Regions from separate parts of the Ovis aries genome. Here region 2 is linked to region 1. The links are chromatin contacts, called in public Hi-C maps. All regions are on one chromosome and are shown on one strand. Each heading gives the region's core, a stretch centred on a gene start, on an enhancer-like site or on the middle of the called end of the contact. The rest is flanking DNA. Distances are from core to core; before and after follow the strand shown.

What was found. A called contact is a pair of places that touch in the nucleus more often than the background predicts.
Region 2: a contact with region 1 is called in a Hi-C map of hypothalamus, with 2.4 times the contacts expected there. The contact joins the promoter of TBP here to the promoter of C8H6orf120 in region 1. A contact is called at or near these places in 2 of 16 Hi-C or Micro-C datasets (hypothalamus and liver).

What each region holds. Positions count from the first base shown.
Region 1 is chr8:91,161,268-91,167,279 of ARS-UI_Ramb_v3.0, forward strand. It overlaps C8H6orf120 (chromosome 8 C6orf120 homolog), which reads left to right and starts at 3,388. Exons shown (of 2, transcript XM_012183354.5): 1 at 3,388-3,446; 2 at 3,583-6,012. The coding sequence starts at 3,625. The coding sequence ends at 4,179. WDR27 (WD repeat domain 27) reads right to left here and starts at 3,188. Exons shown (of 26, transcript XM_060419336.1): 1 at 3,131-3,188. It overlaps PHF10 (PHD finger protein 10), which reads right to left. Exons shown (of 12, transcript XM_060419347.1): 12 at 5,221-5,408. The coding sequence ends at 5,323.
Region 2 is chr8:91,731,445-91,737,456 of ARS-UI_Ramb_v3.0, forward strand. TBP (TATA-box binding protein) reads left to right here and starts at 3,383. Exons shown (of 8, transcript XM_042253770.1): 1 at 3,383-3,631. PSMB1 (proteasome 20S subunit beta 1) reads right to left here and starts at 3,275. Exons shown (of 6, transcript XM_004011458.5): 1 at 3,128-3,275; 2 at 20-127. The coding sequence starts at 3,240.

The sequences.
Region 1 (6,012 bases), core at 2,138-4,637:
GAGTGAGCGCCTGGCGCTCCTAGAGGCATTCTCCTTTCCTCTTGGATGAGGAACCAGCATGGTGGCTGTGCCTACAAGGCAGACATTCTGCCTGGAAGAACCCCGCCCGCACTGGATCAAGACAGAGCAGCTCTCATGAACCTCCAAGGTAAACACAATTAAAATGGAATAAAATGTTCAGGTGAAAGCTATCCTCACTTGACTTTTCTGTTAGCAAATTAAAACAATCAAATAAAAGTTTCCTAGGAAATGGATTTTTCTCAGCCATCTCTAGAACAACCCAGCTGGCAGGAATATCTTTATTTTCCAGAGGCTGTATCAACCAAAGAACGCACGAGAGGAAACCACGCGGCACAGAAATACCACCGCTGGCCCTTCCCTCCCTGGGCCACCTCCTTGCCGTGACTTCCCAGAGAACATCAGTTTGAGAGTCCCATGTGTACGTCCCAGGAAAAGTCTCAGAAGACACTGCAGGCAGCTTCCGATGTGGCTCCTGGGTGTCTGAGGCTGCGTAAGCACTTGAAGGAACCGCTACAGAGGCCCTTGCTCTAAAAACGCCAGTAACCACGGAACAGAAAGCAGTCTCAGACGGGGGCAGGCTGTGCATTCAAGCCCCTTTAGTTACATAAAAGAGCACGCAAACTGCACAAAACTAGGAAACCCATGCAAGAGGGAAACATAATTATTCTCTACTTCTCAAGGAGCCGTTAGATCCTCTGCATCTCGTCCTGTTTCTTCTCCTTTGTATAAATGCGTATATTTTTAGAGAGAAAATTACTCCCTTTTGATTATAAGAAGATTATACTCTTTCTCTTTTAGTGACTAACCCAGCCAGAAATGTGCCAATTTATTTTTGAGTTTGGAAAACACAGTGTGGTAATCAGACAGTAGGCTGAGTGCCCACAGTGAAATGATACATGGCACCATAATTAACGCGCCCTTGATGGCTTGCTTAGTAGCTAAAGAAAATATAGAGTTCTCTGTCTTCTCCAGAATAGGAGACAGGCTCTAATCCTAGGTCCTCGGAGAACCGAACGAGCGAAGCGTGAAGCAGTGGTTGATCACAAGGCATGAAAGCGCCAGATTATACTCTGGCCTCCCTGTGTCTTTAAGGCCTTTCCTAAGTTAGTAAAAACTTTGAAGGGTTATATTTAGCTGCTTTAATTAAAAAAAAAAAAAAAAAGATATCTTCTTTCTATTGTCCCAGCTGAGAGAAGCCTGATTTTACAAACCATTGGTTCTTAAAACACAAATTTTGTGCTTTTATGCCGCAAAATGAAATGAAAGAGAAGCGCTGACAGAAAATGCTGCGGCCGTGTCAGTAAACTAAGGACTCTGTCACCACCAAGCCATCACATCACGACCTCCCAACGGGCCACCCTGAGGAGGCTCAGAAGGAGAAAGCACAGGTCACCAGTCTGGGACAGGGAGGCGCACACTGAAGGAGTGGTTTCAGTGAGCCCAGATTCTTGCACCTTCTCATACGCAGGAAAGGGCCGCTGCTGCTGAGTGGCTTCAGTCGTGTCCGACTCTGTGCGACCCCACAGACGGCAGCCCACCCGGCTCCCCCGTCCCTGGGATTCTCCAGGCAAGAACACTGGAGTGGGCTGCCATTGCCTTCTCCAATGCATGAAAGTGAAAAGTGAAAGTGAAGTCACTCAGTCATGTCTGACTCCTAGCGACCCCATGGACTGCAGCCTAGCAGGCTCCTCCGTCCATGAGATTTCCCGGGCAAGAGTACTGGAGTGGGGGGCCATCGCCTTCTCCGAGAAAAGTGCTAGATCCCTTAAATGGAGATATCTAGTTCTCTCTGTCGTTGTTAATCAATCGCCCAGTTGTGTCCAACTCTTCGAAAGCCCTGGATTTAACTGACAGTAATGTTTTGATGTTCTGACTTCCTGGTCTTTGTTACAAAATCTCCTATATATATCCTGGCTCCCCCATTGCCTCTTCAAAGCAGTCTCTCAGAGCCATCTGAGGTGCTGTGTTCCAGGCTTGAAGTCCTCAGGATAAAACATAATCTCAACTTTTAGGCTGTGCGCCTTTTTCAGTCCATACCATGACGTGTTAGGAAGCACAAATCACTGACCACCAATAACTGTAATGATGTGAAGGTTTAAAGTCACTTCTTGATGTGTCTCTACGTGTCTTTATACACTCCCTTGTATTCCTGCCTGATATGCTTTCTTGACAGGAGAATGCTCAAGTTGGAAATGGCCCAGGTTCAGCGGGATGTCACAGGATACTTCTTGCAGGAGGAGGTGTGGAGGGCCCTAGTGCTACCTCCGTCATCACCCCAAACCAGACTCTGTACCTGGATGAAGCGCGCCTAACTTCACGCAAATCAACACCATTCCCCTCAGATAATCCGTCTTAAGTCGCTCAAGCCTCTTTTACATGCCTATAGGTGACACAGATGTAACACTTCAAAGCGGCAACAGACACATTTTTTAACCCAACACATGATGGTCTCCTCAGGAACAAGACTAACCCACAGCGTGTGGCTACCTGACAGAGTTCAGGTTCTACAAAAAGGGGCACAAGAGTCATTGCCTGTTTTTAATATTTACACTGCACCAGTTTCCACAAAGGAGAAGGCAATGGCAACCCACTCCAGTACTCTTGCCTGGAGAATCCCATGGACGGAGGAGCCTGGTGGGCTACAGGCCATGGGGTCGCTAAGAGTTGGAGACGACTGAGTGACTCCACTTTCACTTTTCACTTTCATGCACTGGAGAAGGCAATGGCAACCCACTCCAGTGTTCTTGCCTGGAGAATCCCAGGGAAAGAGGAGCCTGTTGGGCTGCCGACTATGGGGTCGCACAGAGTCGGACACGACTGATGCGACTTAGCAGCAGCAGCAGCAGCAGTTTCCACAAAAGTGATTCAGCACGTTCTGAAATGAAACACGGGGACCGGGGTCAACACAAAAGCATGATGCTAAAATGAACATACTCTTTCTTGGGAAAGTATGTTCCAGTGGCCAGTAGGCACCCATTACCACCATATCCCAAGTTTACAAAATAAATTTTGAATACGAACACAACTGCGTTTTAAAGCTTCTCCTAGGAGTAGTTCACGAAGTAACAGGCTTTAAGAGAGAACAAGGCGCACTTGCCCCGGGACCTACCCCTGAGTCAGCCAGGCGGCCGGGTGTACTCGCAATCCAGCCGAGCACCGGTCAGTTTAGGGCCAGCGCCCCGCCCCTGTCGTCATGGTGACGAGCCCGTGTCCGCGCCCCTTCGCCGTTCTCGCGATAACCCGGAAACAACGCACTGCCCCCTTCGGGCCTGCCTCACTTCCGGGCGCCGGTCAACTTCCGGGCGCCGCCAACTTCCGGGCGCCGTCCTCCTCCGAACGCCTCACTTCCGCGCGCGCCTCCCTTCCGGCTCCTCGGGCGCGGACGCCCGGCCCGGAAGCTCCCGGCGCGGCGCCCGCGGGGAGAGGTGAGTCCCGGGCGGAGAGCCGCCCCGCCGCCCGCCCCGTGCGACCGCGGCGCGCCCCCCGCCTCCGCCCCGCGCGCCCCCGCGCGCCCCCCGGGCGGCCGGGACGCGCTCAGCGCCCCGCGTGGTCTGTCTGCAGGGCGCTCGCGAATGAGCACGGCCTCCGCGCGGCGCCCCCGCCATGGCCGCCCCGTGGACGGGCGCGCTTCTGCTGCTGCTGGCGGCGCAGGCCGTCTCCTCGGCGCAGGCCTCGGACGAGGAGGAGGTGCCCGAGGGCTGGGTGCTCCTGCACGTCGTGCAGGGTCAGGTGGGAGCCGGGAACTACAGCTACCTGAGGCTCAACCACGAGGGGAGGATCGTCCTCAGGATGCGCAGCCTGCGGGGCGACGCGGACCTGTACGTGTCCGACAGCACGCTGCACCCCAGCTTCGACGAGTACGAGCTGCAGTCGGCCACGTGCGGCGCCGACGCCGTCTCCATCCCCGCGCACTTCCGGCGCCCCGTGGGCATCGGCGTCTACGGGCACCCGTCCCACCTGGAGAGCGCGTTCGAGATGAGGGTCTACTACGACGCGACGCTCGAGCCGCATCCGTTCGGTGAGGCCGCCTATTCGGACGGCGCTGATGCGAGTCGCAGGCACGCCTATGCCCCGGAAGACGCGTCTCAAGAAGAGGAGTCTGTGCTTTGGACGATATTGATTAGTATTCTGAAGTTGGTACTTGAGATTCTTTTTTGACTCGCTTAGCATGCTGTCGGGTATAATACTCGTCGTCTGCGAAGCCGAGTGCACTTCGCTGTGAACCGAGCTACTCTGACCTGGTTGGCACTCTGGTTACCTTTTCTGGGTGGGGGATAAAAGGATAAAGCCATACTGTCTGGTTACCTCAGTCACTCCGAAAGTGCGCACAGCAGCAAGCACGTGTTTTCTTTTAATAAAGCATCAAAATTCCTGTGAAAGGGATATGCTCAATAAGACGCTTCAGCCCCACTTCGATTAGTCAGGTGACTAGATGGTTGCAGTGGTTTAGGTTTTACTCGAGAGACTCAAATGAATTAGTGTGTTGGCTTTAGAGAGTTGCTAAAAGCAAGTCTAAATGTAGTCATTTCTCCACACTTGCCTGACCGAGAACTAAAGCCCCCTGTCTACACCGGAAGTAGAGACGGCGCCTGCTGGCCAACAGGATTTCCTGGAAGGCGGGTGGTGTCCCGATACCGGTTAATGATGGTTCTCAACTCAGCTGCGCCTTATCTCCTCAGGTTGTAATTTTATCGTCTTGGGCCCCTATGGAAATTCTTTCGTTATTAAATAACTGCCCTGCTACCCATGGTACACCAGAAAGGATACAGATTAGGAAAATTTCATGAAAATAATAGTAACTTTTAGATTAATGGAATAATAGTTAAGTATTTCTAATTAAGCTGCATAATGTTACCACTGAATTTCTGGAGAGAGCCAAAAAGAGTGAAGTCACTCAGTCATGTCCGACTCTGCGACCCCCACGGACTGTAGCCTATCAGGCTCCTCTGTCCATGGAATTCTCCAGGCAAGAATACTGGAGTGGGTTGCCATTTCCTTCTCCAGGAGATCTTCCAGACCCAGGGATTGAAACCGGGTCTCCCACATTGCAGGCAGACGCTTTGCCATCTGAGCCACCAGGGAAGTCAGAGAGAACCAAAGTACTGAGAAATCAAGGCTTTTTGCAGGATGGGACTATTTTTCTGCTTGGTTTCCAGGGTGAGAGCGGCTTATGAGTAAATATTGCAGATTTTAAGCATGTAGTTTCAAAATCTTTTATTGGCATAAAAATGAGAACATTGTAAATAAATTGGCACCAAATACATCATTTAAATGCATATTACAGTATTGGGGTCAAGAAAACTATCCCTCTTTGCTGTTTTTCCCCCTTCTGCCCACTTTCCTGGGTGTTGGGGGTGCTCGCTGACAACAGTCACAAATCCAGCGACCTAGGAGAAAAATTGTTAGTTAATACAGGATGAGACTTAACTTTTTAGGACTGAGTTTTAAAACCATTTAGCTCTCCTCCCTTAGCTAAGGCTACTGATACTCCTCACTGGGTTTCTGGTGGCGCTGGCACTAACTTCCCTTAAGGTCGTCAGTGTCATAACCGCCCTGTGAAATGCACACGGGGAGGGAAGGGGTCCTGGAGGAGCTAAATAATGACAGGCCCCTTGAAAAAGGTACAATCTTTTCTGAAATTCAGACACTACCATACTTTAAACATTCAATCGCACAAGTCATTATGTAAAACCTATTAACTGACTGTGGCTTATTTCTATGCATCTCAGCATCCCCTCAAGTCCTGGTCTACAATGCTCACATAGCACTTTAAAATGTATCAAATATTTGATAGCATTATGATAGACTATACGACATACTTGACCTGAATTACTATAAAACTCTAAATAATTATTTAAGTTGCTTACATCTCAATGACTCCCAGGAAACCTAGGCATATCTTTTATAAAATATCAGACAGTGTTAACTATGCAAATCAGTTCTAAAATTACGCAATTATGTGTATAAAGTTTTAGTCCAATTACTGTGACT
Region 2 (6,012 bases), core at 2,133-4,632, 570 kb after region 1:
CTTAGAAATATTTACTTACAGTTTGTAACATTTGGGGCTGTCCCGTGTGTGAATTGAAAACCCTTCACTTAATCTAGTGTCAGAAGCAACAATTGAAAAGTCTTCTCCAGCAATTGCCAATACAGTACTGAGGGGAAAAGAAGGAAAAACAAAATTAATGAATTATTTTGGATGTTAATAACACCTTTCCCAATATGAGAAGGATCCATAGCACATACTGAGATAAAATCTACTAGATATAATCAAGTACAGGATTCAGATGGAAGAGGAAAAGATCAGGGGAAAGGATCCCTGGCTACAAGTCATCTGGGGAAAAAAAAATTTAAGAATTCCCTTAAAAACACAAGTCAAATCAGACCAAAGGTTCCTTAGCAGAAGATTACAGAAACATCCGGCTTCCCTTGTGGCTCAACTGGTAAAGAATCTGCCTGTAATGCGGGAGACCTAGGTTCGATCCCTGGGTTGGGAAGATCCCCTGGAGGAGGGCATGGCAACCCAGTCCAGTATTCTGGCCTGGAGAATCCCCATGGACAGAGCCTGATGGGCTACAGTCTAAGGGATCGCTAAAGAGTTGGACACGACTGAGCGACTAAGCACAAACATCACTAAATTATCACCATCATCAAAAAACTAAACATTATTGATTAATATGTATCATTAAACAATTACTGATACTATAAAATGGCCAAAGGCCATGGCCTTGCCTGCTGGGGGAGGTGTAGGTAGTGATACAACACAAGATATCTGAGCTTAAGAAAGAGGGGCTTAATGTGGTTTTTATTATTTTTTCTTTTTTGATCCCACCACACAGCATGTGAAATCTGTTTCCCCACCAGGGATCAAACCCGTGTCTCATGCTTTGGAAGGGCAGTCTTAACCACTGGACCACAAGGGGGGTCCTGGGGCTTAATGGTTTTAATTTCTTTATATCCAAGTCCTTATAAAATTGTCTTGCACTCAGGAGACACCCAAGCATCTGTTGGAAAATGGACCAACAAAGAACAATCTTTCCCCTCTGTGGCTCTGTTCAGTGGAGGCCGAGAGGATGAGCTCTAAAAGCAAACTGTGTGGGTTCGAAGTCTGGTTCTCTTGCTTAGAAAATATGAGATAGTCAACTGCTTCACTTCTCAAGGCCTCGCTGTCCTCAAGCACGTATCAGGGATCACAACAATCGCTACTTTAGTTAGGTGTTACGAGCATTAAACGGACTAAATTGTTAAGCCTTATACCAGTGCCTGAAACACAACTGGTCCTCCAGTTAAGTGTTAGCTATGATCCCCCTGGCCTAAGCATGATCACCGAGAACCTGGACTCTGAAGCTGCCCAAAGCCTGCCCGTGCCACTAGCAGCTCTGCGGCCTTGGACAAATCGCCAAGTTGGCGCTGTCAGCAGTCCCTCTGTCAAAGGCTGGCGAGCCGAATGGTGTGGCCTTGAAGTGCTCAGCGGCACGTGCACAGGCCAGTCACCTGGAGTCTGACCACAGTCAGTCAGACGAGAAGGACACAGGACCGAGTCTTATTTTGTAGAAGCAAAGGCTGCCCAAGAGGCAGCAATAGATGTTAAAGGAAAAGGACACAGACTAAGATAAGGGAATTCAATGTCAGAAAGCCATAAGCACTAACTTTGGAGCAGTGATTAGATCACAAAGGTTAGACAGTAATAAACACTGAATACCTTATAGTCTCAAGCAGAATCTGCAACTGTCTCATGAAATGGGTCTAATAACTCATTTTGTGATCCCACCACTTCATTAGTTGTCACAGGAAATATTTAAAAGTGCGATGATAAAAGCATTCATCAACTTCATAGCAACACAGGTATGGATTCAAGTCCTGGGGTTCAACTTCACACCAGCGCTATGACTAACAAAATTAAACTTCTAAGAGCCCAGGTTCATTTGTAAAATTGAGGTATATATCATCTAACAGTCAGTCATCATGAGGATTAAAAAGATACCTGCTTTCAATCTACAAAGTGCTTCTCTTTTGATTCTTCTCTCAAACTATGAGTAGCTAAGGAAGATAAGGAAATCTGGGTTCAAGGAGCTGAGAGGTAGGTACCAAACACTACACTGCTCTTTAGTGTCAGAGACAAGGCTAAAATCACACTTCCACCTTCTTTGCAAATACCCCAAAAATCTACATTAAAATTTCAAACCCATAAGACCTGAGTAATTAATCTGGTCTTTGGATGGTCCTTAAAGATTACCAGATTAATTTGGTGTGTACGTTTCAAAGTACAAAATTTGGCTGGCAAACTATAAACGATGCTTAAATACACAGCTCTTCGCAGTGAAGAGTCCTAAAGAGAGTGCCTTTCCACAACCCTAGTTCTTTCAGTGCACTGTCAAGGAAAAGTATTAAGATAAAGCGGGTAAGTTAAAAAGAAAGAAAAGCTCACATACAACATGCAAGAATACACACATTCAAAGGTCCGCCTTCTGAGTATTTTTCCCCTGAACTTACGCTAGCCCTTAAAACTAAACACTGATCAATGAAACTAAGTCTGTGCAAGTAATCCTACCTGCTATTTAAAACAACTCAAAATGGTGATTTGATTAGACCTATTAGCTAGACAGGGCTTCCCTGATGGCTCAGAGGTTAAAGCGTCTGCCTGCAATCGGGAGACCTGGGTTCGATCCCTGGGTCAGAAAGATTCCCCTGGAGAAGGAAATGGAAACCCACTCCAGTATTCTTGCCTGGAGAATCCCATGGACGGAGGAACCTAGTGGGCTACAGCCCATGGGGTCGCAGAGTCGGACACGACTGAGCGACTTCACTTTCGCTAGACAGCTATATTTAATCACATGGCCAATCAACCCTAACTTTTAATCTCAGATGTTCAACCTGCCCCGTGCCTGCTGGCTAGAGAAGCACATTCAGACAGGTCCATTTTTAAAGCTCTTCAGAGCGGAGGTCAGGTGTCAATTTCTATCTGCTGTCTACGTAAAGCTGGCCATCCACATCAAGATCCAGTGACCCGCCTATAAGGTGAAGCCCTGAAGAACAAGAGCTAGCCGAGCAACCTCGGAGAGGGAGGCCTGAGACTGGAAGGGCAGCGCCGGGCAGACAGACTTAAGCAGGGATATGGAGGAAGAAAGAGAAAGCGGCGGCTCTGCGGGTTTTACCCTCCGTTGAAAGCGTAGGGCGAAAAGCGCAGCTGCAAAGGGCCCACGGAGCTGTGCGGTTCCATGGCCAGGTCTCGGCCCGCGCCCGAGTACGAGGCAACGGAGGACAACATTCCGCGGCTGCTCTCCTGCTGTCTCACGGCAAGATGGCTGCCTCGACCGGAAATTGTGCCGTTTCCGGTTTCCGCGGCGCTGCCTCCGGCCGCTCTATCTCGCGCCAGTCGTTGCTCCTGGAGGCCAGAGCCCTCCCTTTCCAGTCGGTAGCTATTGCCTGCTCTACGAAGAGACCTGGCAGTGAGGTACAGGCTTTCTTTTCCAGGCAAATATTCGAAATCACTCGTGATGGATAGAAATTTTAAAGTCTGAGCTTACAAAGACATTGGAAAAACTATGGAGCAACGGAAACTCGAAGAGTCTATTGAAGTGTAAATTCGGAAAGGGACTGGCATTACTTGACATAGTTGAAAATACACACACATCATGACCCAGCAGTTTCACGCCGAGGTATGTACCCTGGCCAGAAGACGTGAAAGAATGTTCATAAAGATGTTCTTAATGGCCCCAAACTGGAAATGAGCTAAATATCCATAAACTGCAGAATGGATAAAGCAACTGAGGGATGTGGATGTGCAAAAGCAAGCAAATTAACTGACTTTGGCTAGAGGGAAAGGTCCTCCTTGGCTAGGGATGGGTTGGAGGTTGTAGTGCTAGCAATACTGGGTTTCTTTACTTGATTTAATGTTTGCCTGCTCAGTAGATCAGGCGTGTCCGACTCTGCGACCACACGGACTATGCCCATCAGGCTCCTCTGTCCATGGGGTATTTACAGGCAAGACTACTGGAGCAGGTTGACATTTCCTCCAAGGGATCTTCCTCCCCCAGGGATCGAACGCCCATCTCCCGTGTCTCTTGTACTGGCAGGCAGGTTCTTGGCCAACGAGCCACCAGAGGAGCCCTTGGTTGCTGTTGCTCAGTCGCTAAGTCGTGTCTAACTCTTTGCAACCCCATAAACTGCAGCCCGATAGGTTTCCCTGTCCTTCACTATCTCCCAGAATTTGCTCAAACCCATGTCCATTGTGTTGATCACATCCAACCATCCCATCTTCTGTTGCCCCCCGCCCCCCTCCTCCAGGCTTCCTTCTCCTGCCCTCATTCTTTTCTAGCGTCAGGGTCTTTTCTAATGAATCAGCTCTTTGCATCAAGTGGCCAAAGTATTGGAGCTTCAGCTTCAGTCTTTCCAATTAATGTTTAGGGTTGATTTCCTTTAAGATTGACTGGTTTGATCTCCTTGCTGTCCAAGGGACTCTCAAGAGTCCCTCCAACACCACAGTTCAATTCTTTGGCACTCAGCCTTCTTTATGGTCCAACTCTCACATCTGTACATAACTCTGGAAAAATCACAGCTTTGCCTATACAGACATTACCAGCAAAGTGATGTCTCTGATTTTTAATACACTGTCTCGGTTGGTCATAGCTTTCCTTCCAAGGAGCAAGCGTCTTTGAATTTCATGGCTGCAGTCGCTGCAGTGATTTAGGAGCCCAAGATCAAATCTGTCACTGTCTCCACTGTTTCCCCGTCTATTTGCCATGAAGTGATGGGACCGGATGCCATGATCTTCATTTTCTGAATGTTGAATTTTAAGCCAGCTGTTTCACTCTCCTCTTTCATCCTCATCAAGAGGCTCTTTAGTTCCTTTTCGCTTTCTGCCATTAGAGTGGTATCATCTGCATATATGAGGTTGTTGATATTTCTCCAGGAAATCTTGATTCCAGCTTGAGGTTCATCCAGCCACACATTTTGCATGATGTACTCTTCATATAAGTTAAATAAGCAGGATGACAGTGTACGGCCTTGATGTCCTCCTTTCCCAGTTTTGAACCCGTCCATTGTTCCATGTCTGGTTCTGTTGCTTCTTGACCTGCATACAAGTTTCTCAGGTGATAGATAAACTGGTCTGGTATTCCCATCTCTTTAAGAATTTTCCATTGTTTGTTGTGATCCACACAGTCAAAGGCTTTAGTGAAGTCAATGAAGCAGAAGTAGATGTTTTCCTGGAATTCCCTTGCTTTCTCTATGATCCAATGGATGTTGGCAATTTGATTTCTGGTACCTCTGCCTTTTCTAAATCCAGCTTGTACATCCGGAAGTTCTTGGTTTATGTACTGCCCTTACTTGATTTAATACCATCTATTAATCTGTATACATGTTTACATACTTCTTTATATGAATATCATATTTTACAATTTAAAAATGTTAATTAAAAAAAGCAAGCAAGCCTTTGACTAATATAGAATGGACTGCCTGATATATACATGCAATTCTGGAAGCAGAAAAAGATTTTTGAAAAGTACTTTTTTTAATTAAAACTTTTCCTATACTTTACTGTAAACAAAGCATAAAAGAAAGGGTTTTCTTTGATGGTTATGGACAGAGAAGTATTGTATTTATTCAGGTACTGTCTTGGATACAAAAATTCTGTAAAATCTTTCCTATCCTTAAGGAGCACACAACCTCATTGATTATGTGAAGCACAAAGGAAGCAAGCTAACAAGCATTACAACCTGCAATTATGCCTAAATGAACCATAGGATATTAGAGATACCAAAGGAACATTTCATGCAAAGATGGGCATAATAAAGGACAGAAGTGCTATGGACCTAACAGAAGCAGAAGATATTAAGAAAAGATGGCAAGAATACACATAAGAACTATACAAAAAAGCTCTTTATGACCCAGATAACCACAATGGTGTGATCACTCACCTAGAGCCAGGCATCCTGGAATGTGAAGTCAACTGGGTTTTAGGAAGCGTCACTACGGACAAAGCTAGTGGAGGTGATGGAATTCCAGTTGAGCTATTTCAAGTCCTAAAATATGCTGCTGT